Linked DNA regions of Mus musculus: region 1 is linked to region 2. The links are chromatin contacts, called in public HiChIP or PLAC-seq maps. All regions are on one chromosome and are shown on one strand. Each heading gives the region's core, a stretch centred on a gene start, on an enhancer-like site or on the middle of the called end of the contact. The rest is flanking DNA. Distances are from core to core; before and after follow the strand shown. Region 1 holds the start of Itga2 (integrin alpha 2). Region 2 overlaps Itga2 (integrin alpha 2).

Region 1 (3,628 bases), core at 1,115-3,614, 79 kb after region 2:
TGCTAAAATAAGATCCAAAATGAGTTTGCGTCTAGTGTTGTCTGCCCGTGTGCTGTGGAGAATGTAAGGTGTAGAGACACACATTTATGCTTGCCTTTACATTTTAACTTCTGTATATATTTGCATCACAATTGTGCATGTCTGTGATCTATAAATAATAATAAGTGTGTCTGTTTAGTGCTATGTTCAAAATGTTCATATAGGGAGGATAAAATGAAAGTTTAAAGTACCAGGGACCTAGAACTTTCAGCTGCATCTCAACCTTAGATACCCAAAATATCCAAAATTATGTTGCCCACTTATGAATCTCCACTGCTCTCTTAAATGGCAAAACTTGATTGTATGATTTTATTTAATTAGATGATTAAAATAAAGAGAAAATGTGGTCCTTAGATATACAAACAACTGAACCAGAAAGAGAGAAATAAACACGTGGAGTCATTTTATACAGGTGTCATATAAATCCTGTCTGCTTTCTGACATTGAATCATCCCAATTAACTAACTGCAGAAGAAAACTGGGTACCTGACTTCATGCCTTTCGGCAACACATTCCACCCAGGTCCTTCTCAAGGGCTCCTCCCAGAACAAGCCTCAACATTTCAAAGATCAGAAAATGGTGCTGTGCTTCGATGGCTCCTTTTAATAATACCGACAATTAAAAAGAGATGAAAAGCCAGGGTTTGGGTTTCTAGTTCCTCTTAGGAGAGAGAGAGTTCCAGAGTCTGAAGGTCAGAATCCAATCCAACTGTCTTAAACCCCTAGATTAGACCCGATGGCCCCTCAGATCAACTGTGTTTCTCTAGGGCAGAACATGTGTGAGGCATGGGGGCACAGGTTAGCGTCCCAACAATTAGCAGTGCTCTGTGTCTGCGACAGAATCGGGATAGGGACATATTTCTCTCTTCTCCAACAGACAAAAAATTCCACAAGGCGAACCTGGACTAGTTTTCCTCAACCTTAAAGAAAGATGAACCTCAGAGAAGCACAGATTAAGGAATGCTTTCTGCTGGGGCGTGGTGGCGCACACCTTTAATCCCAGCACTTGGGGGGCAAAGGCAGGCGGATTTCTGAGTTCGAGGCCAGCCTGGTCTACAAAGTGAGTTCCAGGACAACCAGGGCTAGACAGAGAAACCCTGTCTAGAAAAAAAAAAAAAAAAAAAAGGAATACTTTCCTTCTTTGTAAAAATTAAGTGACATCCAGTGACCACTTTGCTATTTTGTTAGCTGTTTAATGCAATCCCCCCCACACACACACCGTCCCCTCCCATCTCCCCTCAACTACCTTAAAATCCTTCATCTTGGGCATGACCAGGCTGTGGATAAAGGTGGAGAGAAAGTTCTCCTGAGCCTCTCAGCAGCCTGCCTTCCCCACTCTCCTTCCTTACTTAATGCAAAGGAAGTCAGGTCAGGCAGCCTGGCACCAGTCTCAGCTAATCCCCTTGCCTTGTGGATCAAGAGAGTGGAGAGAACCAGCCTAAATTTACTTTCTTTGAAGGACATTACAACAATAAAAGGAAGGCAGGAGGGAAGGAAGAGTGCCCCCTCTGCCTAGTTGATTGGCTTTTCTTCCTCCTATGGAAAGAAACACCAGTGCTCCTTCCTGAAATAAGAATAGGGGGCATTGTGCGCGCGGGGTGAAAAATACACATCAAAGTTTCCTGCAAAGCCACCCTTTGAGAGCTGCATGCTGCAGCCCAGAGCTGGATCCCCGGTTCCTGGTTCAGAGCTAGTTCAGCACCTGCTGGGGATCCGCGGGAAGCTGGGAGGCTGGATGCGTGGTCTGCTGGCCACCCACAAACGCTCCAAATCTGTGGGTGTGAGAACATCTCTAAACCCAAACCTCTTAGAAAGATGACTTTGAAGGATGCTTGATCGGGTGAAACACGTCTTAATGAGGATGTGGGGTGTGTGTGTGTGTGTGTGTGTGTGTGTGTGTGTGTGTGTGTGTCTGTGTGTCTGTGTCTGTCTGTCTGTCCTGTTTGTTCAAGTGGCTCCACGAAGCCTGGATCCCGAGTCCACATAGATGCAGAGCAGACATCGCCAGCTCCAGAGCAGCACTCGATCCCTCCCTGGTCTTCTAGGACCAAAGCGGGTCTCTCCAGCCTCGGACGCGGACGCGCAGTGGAGTTCAGACTTACCTTGAACTAGCATTAGCAGCCGCAGCAGGAGCGCGCCCCCTGCCTGTCCCGGTCCCATCTTGGGTCTGCGCTGGGGAATCTAAAGTGCTCTGGGGGTGCACACAGTATCCTCGATCCAGGGCTCCCAGAGGCTAGACTTTCCAGAAACTGTACGGAGGAGTTCTCTCCAGCCTGAATGAGAGCAAGGAAAAGTTGCTTGCAGCTTCTGAGCTAGGAACCGCCCCTGCCTGCCCCTCCAGCCTGGGCAAACTCCGGATCTGTCCTGCCACGCCCCACGGAGCCCAGCCCCTCAGCGTCTGTGGCTCCTCCAGCGCTCTGAAAAAGGAGTCAAGATCCATGGACGCCCACGGAGCCCTCGGCATCTTACAGACAGTGCGGACGCGACTCCAGCCCGGTGGCTTTTTCCTACCTGTACCAAACTGTTCTAGCTCACCAGACCCAAGAGCTCAGGATCCACCCACAACCAACATCTCTTCGTCCTCTGTCCACAGGAAACTAACTCCTAGGCAGTTCCCTCCACCCCCCAACGCAGTTGTATCAAGCCATAGCCCTCAATAACTCAGAAGAAGAGCCAGGGGACCTGAACAGTGTGTGCCCTTCTCTGCTTTTCCTGAGTGGGTGGAGAAAGGGACAGAAATAAGCTCGGAATGACCAGGTTCGACACTAAGTCATCAGAAAGAGCTGCTCTCAAGCTATGATTATCCCTGAGGTACTATTTTTGCACCACAGAGGGGTGTGAGGGAGAGAGAGGGGGGTGGGGATTGTTCATTTCTGAGACGATGAGGAGTTGGATCACTGAGTTTACCTGATTTATTTCAGGACAGGTGAGAAGAGTTGACAGGGGCTCAAATGCAGTGGGTCTCAACCTTTCTAGTGCCGCGACCCTTCAACACAGTTCTTTATGTTGTGGTGACCTCAACATTATTATCGTTTAAAATTATTATCGTTGCTACTTCTCTGATTCTGAATTGTTATGTAACATCTGTGTTTCCCAATATCTTAGGGTACACCGATGGAAGGGGGGTCGCAACCCACGGGTTGAGAATCTCTCCTCCTGAGCTCGTGCCTTGCCATTTCCCAAACTTTCCGATTCTGGAAAGACAGCATTCATCTGGGTCTTTCACTTTTGAATCCAAGAAATAGAACATGCACTTTTAATCGTCTTTAAACCCAATATCCGTAGAAGCTCAGCCGCAGGTTCCTGCCCATTGATGAGGCTAGAATTATTCCAGTGCCTACTTTCTGAAGCACTCAAAAGGTTTTGTAAAATAAAGAATTGCTTGTCTAATGGCTATTGCTCATTCAAAATCTCTTGGGAGCAGGCCTCTGAGCAAGAAGGGACTCCCCAGGTCCATAGAGCAAGCGAGCAACTTCCAGGTGGGACAGACGTAGCCACTTGGGAAAAGCCAAACGCTTTAAACCTATTTATAAAACGGTAGGTAGAACTGGAACCTCTACTTCTTTGTGTGTGTGCATATGTGTGCAGGT
Region 2 (3,962 bases), core at 74-2,573:
CAAATGTAATGCTTTTACAAACGAGTCTCATGGGAACCTATCTGGGTGTAGGATCAGAAGTCCTTAGTTTAAATTTCTCCATCATGAAAACTTTGACTATATACCTTAACGTTGTAAGCACATACTATAGATGCTAGTCCTAGACTACATTAGAATAAAATTGCAATCAAGAACATACATAGCTAAGATGCCAGTACAGGGGAATTCGAGGGCCAGGAAGCAGGAGTGGGTGGGTTGGGGAGCAACGTGGGGAGAGGGTATAGGGGTTTTTCAGGATAGCATTTGAAATGTAAATGAAGAAAATACCTAATAAAATTGTTTTTTTTTTAAATAAAAGTCTTATTTTAATCCTCTATTTCCTGTTAACATATGTGAAAACACATAGACTTTCACCAAATGTGTTTAAGAGAATACGGAATCCTAAACATTAGAAAAAGTTCCAGAGAAATGGCGATTCACATCATGGTAGCTTTGTCATCAATCACTTGTTTGTTTGTTTGTTTTAGCAAAGAGACTTTTTCTTTTTCTTCTCTCTCTCTCTCTCTCTCTCTCTCTCTCTCTCTCTCTCTCTCCCTCCCTCCCTTACTCCCTCCCTCCCTCCCTTCCTTCTTTCCTTCTTTCCTTTCTTTCTTCCTTTCTTTTCTTTTTTCTTTTTATTTTTTTGAAACTGTAGCTACTGTGTGGCTCAGGGCTAGACAACATGGGTGTGTTTTGTTTCGACTTGTGTCTTTGTGACTCACTTGGTACAATGTGTTGTTTTTACCTTTGCTCAAGTGTCTCCAGCTTCAGACAGGATAGCACACACTCCTTTTCAGGTTTGTTTTGTGATTTATTACACAAGCTGTATGCTCCATGCTTCCCTGGACTGGGCTGGAAAGGCCCAGTCAAAGAATGTAGTTACCCATAGAATTATTGGGAAATCAGTATTGTGCTTTTTCAGGGGTCTTTGGTTTCCAAGAGGAAGTGGCCTTAGTTCTCAGAGTGAACTCAGATGGGATTTGTCTGTAGCCCTTGTTGGTTTTGTATACCATGCATTTCCCAAGACACCTGCTCCTTGCAACAAGTCAAGCTAATTTGTGTCTACTAGTTACATTTTAACCACTGTCCTCCTGTTGACCTGTGTTTGGAAGACAAGAAAAGGGAAGAAAGCCTTTCCTCGTGGATGCCTTCCTTTGGAAAATCCCCCATTTCTTCCTGGTTGGAAGAAATCCACCATCAGTCATGTCTGGGGTTTTCCATTTAAGGAGTGAGACTTAGGCCAGTTTCCACATCAGCTTATTCCGCCTGTGACTCTGTTTTATATTGTTTGTGCTCTGTCTAAGATGTGGTGCTGGGGACTTCCGTGCCCAAGAACAGGTATATGGCTCGACATCCAGGATGCATTTAATGATCAGGGCAGTGAGAAATACAGGCAATTGTCAAAGCCCCAAGGGTATGATTCGGTGTCTAAGGATCAAGGGGATATTATTGCTGTTTGATTTTTGTTTTTTGTTTGTTTGTTTTATTGTTTTTTTTTGATACAGCTCAGGCATCTCACCACCTTTAGTGGATGTTGACATACGTTACAATCATAAACATATACATTAGAAAAAGTTGCAGTGAGATGGTGATTCACATCATGGTAGCTTGACCTACGTAACATATGTTGACATATGTGGCAAAAACATTTTTCCTCTGTTATCCTGGTGCTATTCTGAGTCAATAAACCTCAAAGGTCAAAGTGTCCCTTGGCATCAGTTTATCTGCATATTTGACATCTAGTTGACTGGTGGGAAATAATGTCATAATCTAAGACTGAATAAACAGAGGATTGTCTGTGGTAATGAGCTCAATGATTTATGTACCAAGGGGTAAAAAAGATACCCACCCAAGCTGTCAGGGGTAAAAAGCTACCCACCCAAGCTTTCAGGGGTAAAAAGCTACCCACCCAAGCTTTCAGGGGTAAAAAGCTACCCACCCAAGCTTTCAGGGGTAAAAAGCTACCCACCCAAGCTTTCAGGGGTAAAAAGCTACCCACCCAAGCTGTCAGGGGTAAAAAGCTACCCACCCAAGTAGCAGCCTTCACCTACCGGGTTAAGTGAAGTTCGGCATCATACAGGAGAGGAATCGTGAGACTGACCGAATTGTCTGCTTTGTTTGTTTCTTGGCTCTCACTATTGAAACAAATATTAGACAGCACTTAAAGAGAAATCTCATAAAAAGCTCCCAACCAGGAGTTTATGATTCCATTGCATCTTACCTGAAGGCTTGGAAATTGATGGCCGCCTGGTTCTGGAGGTTTTGAAGATTAAAGTCGAAGTTAATGGTAAAAGTCACCTACACAGGACATTGAAATCCATCAGTCCACGATGCTCTATGCCAGGAAAATGTTCTCTAGCAAGATCAACCCATTCTTGCGGAATTCTTAATATTGTCTTAAGATGTTGAGTGGCTTTAGCTTGTTGATCTGAGAACAGAGCTTAGCTTCTCTCAGATACACGCACTGTGGAGCTACGTTTGTCAGAACTGCCAAGTTTTGTGCTGACCTGAAAACATCACTTCTAGCACTTTGACAAATATTGGCCAACATAGCCACACAAAAGAACATTCTGTGTTGTATGTGCACGTGGGAAAAGGTACATGTAGGAAATGCGACCTTTGCTAGCCATTTAAACAAAGCAACCTCAGCGAGGGAACCCTGTCCAGGTATGTAGCTGCTTTGTGGTGTCTGTTAAATGGTGTCCAGGAAGGACAGTGCTCTCAATACAATACATGTGGAGAGCATGGACTGGAGCATGCACACTGTACCTGCTGTTCACTCTTTAAGGCAGGGTATCCCACATCACAGGTAACAGATTTCTGCGATGAACCAACCTCACATGTTACTTCTGTTCCATCGACCTGAACAGGACCAAAGAAATAACAATTAAGTGTGTGGTGTGTGTATGTGTGTGTAGTGTGTATGATGTTGTGTGTATATGTGTATATATGTGTGGTGTGTATATGTGTGGTATGTATATGTGCAGTGTGTATATGTGTGTATATATGTGTGTGGTATGTGTATGCATGTGTGTATATATGTGTGTGTATATATGTATGTATGTGTGTGCATACCCACACTGAAATGTATACAAGGACATCTTAGTGGTGATATTGTTTTTTATTTAAATATTTTATTGTTCTCAAAGACTTGAATATCTTGTAGTATCCAAACGGTTAGCATGCATTTGTATTGCCAACTCTAAAGGTGTACTCGAGAAGCCAAAGGATTGGCAAAATGCACACTAAGAAGGAGATCACCTTTTGTCGTTCAGGAGCACAAATATCTTTAATATAACAACCAGAAGGCTTATCTTTAGTAATACCTTCTCCTTAATATTTTTGAAAAGCATATTTTCAAATGAAGGAAGAGAAATACACATTGGCATTTGTAGTATATATATATATGTATATATACATACATACATACATATATATATATATATATATATATATATATATATATATATATATATATATATACATACATATATATATATATATATTTTTTTTTTTCTGAGACAGTGTTTCTCTATGTAGCCCTGGCTGTCTCAGAACTCACACTGTAGACTAGGCTGGACTGGAACTCAGAGATCCACCTGCCTCTCTCTCCTGAGTGCTGGGATTAAAGTGTGTGCCTCCACTGCCCAGTGGTATTTGAATTATAAATATCTAGCAGATTTTGCCAGTTTCCTTACTTCATTTTGTGTTTAATGTAAGAGGTGTTATGTGATCAGGCCATTGAAGCATGGGGTCAGTATAAGTTTGGATTTCTAAATCTATAAAAGTTGACATTAACTTAAGATAGGAAGAAACTTTTTTTATAACATTTAATCAAGCAGTCTAATTGGAAAATAGCTTTTCCTGGTTTTCTTTTTTTTCTCTTCTCTCTTCACGCGTTGAGAGCAGAGGAACTAGGGCTCTCTTGGTGAAACTTATTCCTG

Evidence for each region. HiChIP or PLAC-seq counts read pairs in DNA pulled down with a chosen protein or histone mark.
Region 1: a contact with region 2 is called in an HNF4G HiChIP or PLAC-seq map of pancreatic cancer cells. The contact joins the promoter of Itga2 here to the enhancer-like site in region 2. A contact is called at or near these places in 7 of 39 promoter capture datasets (the 3T3-L1 cell line, HPC-7-derived erythroid cells, embryonic stem cells and 3 more), 1 of 15 datasets of contacts at CTCF or cohesin (CD8 T cells), 7 of 484 Hi-C or Micro-C datasets (CD4 T cells, bone marrow-derived DN2 thymocytes, cortical neurons and 4 more), 7 of 115 datasets of contacts at active chromatin or transcription factors (CD8 T cells, embryonic stem cells, fetal liver and 4 more) and 4 of 9 other capture datasets (adipose tissue, embryonic stem cells, liver and 1 more).

What each region holds. Positions count from the first base shown.
Region 1 is chr13:114,929,736-114,933,363 of GRCm38.p6, forward strand. It overlaps Itga2 (integrin alpha 2), which reads right to left and starts at 2,365. Exons shown (of 30, transcript NM_008396.3): 1 at 2,141-2,365. The coding sequence starts at 2,198.
Region 2 is chr13:114,851,633-114,855,594 of GRCm38.p6, forward strand. Itga2 (integrin alpha 2) reads right to left here. Exons shown (of 30, transcript NM_008396.3): 21 at 2,788-2,880; 22 at 2,240-2,316; 23 at 2,070-2,153. Among named protein-coding and RNA genes, the nearest start is that of Mocs2, 35 kb to the left of the region's middle. Within about 2 kb of position 1,324, at least 36 of the 459 cell types and tissues checked have an H3K27ac peak or open chromatin away from gene starts, as enhancers often do. A contact at or near this core is called in pancreatic cancer cells, where this site is marked.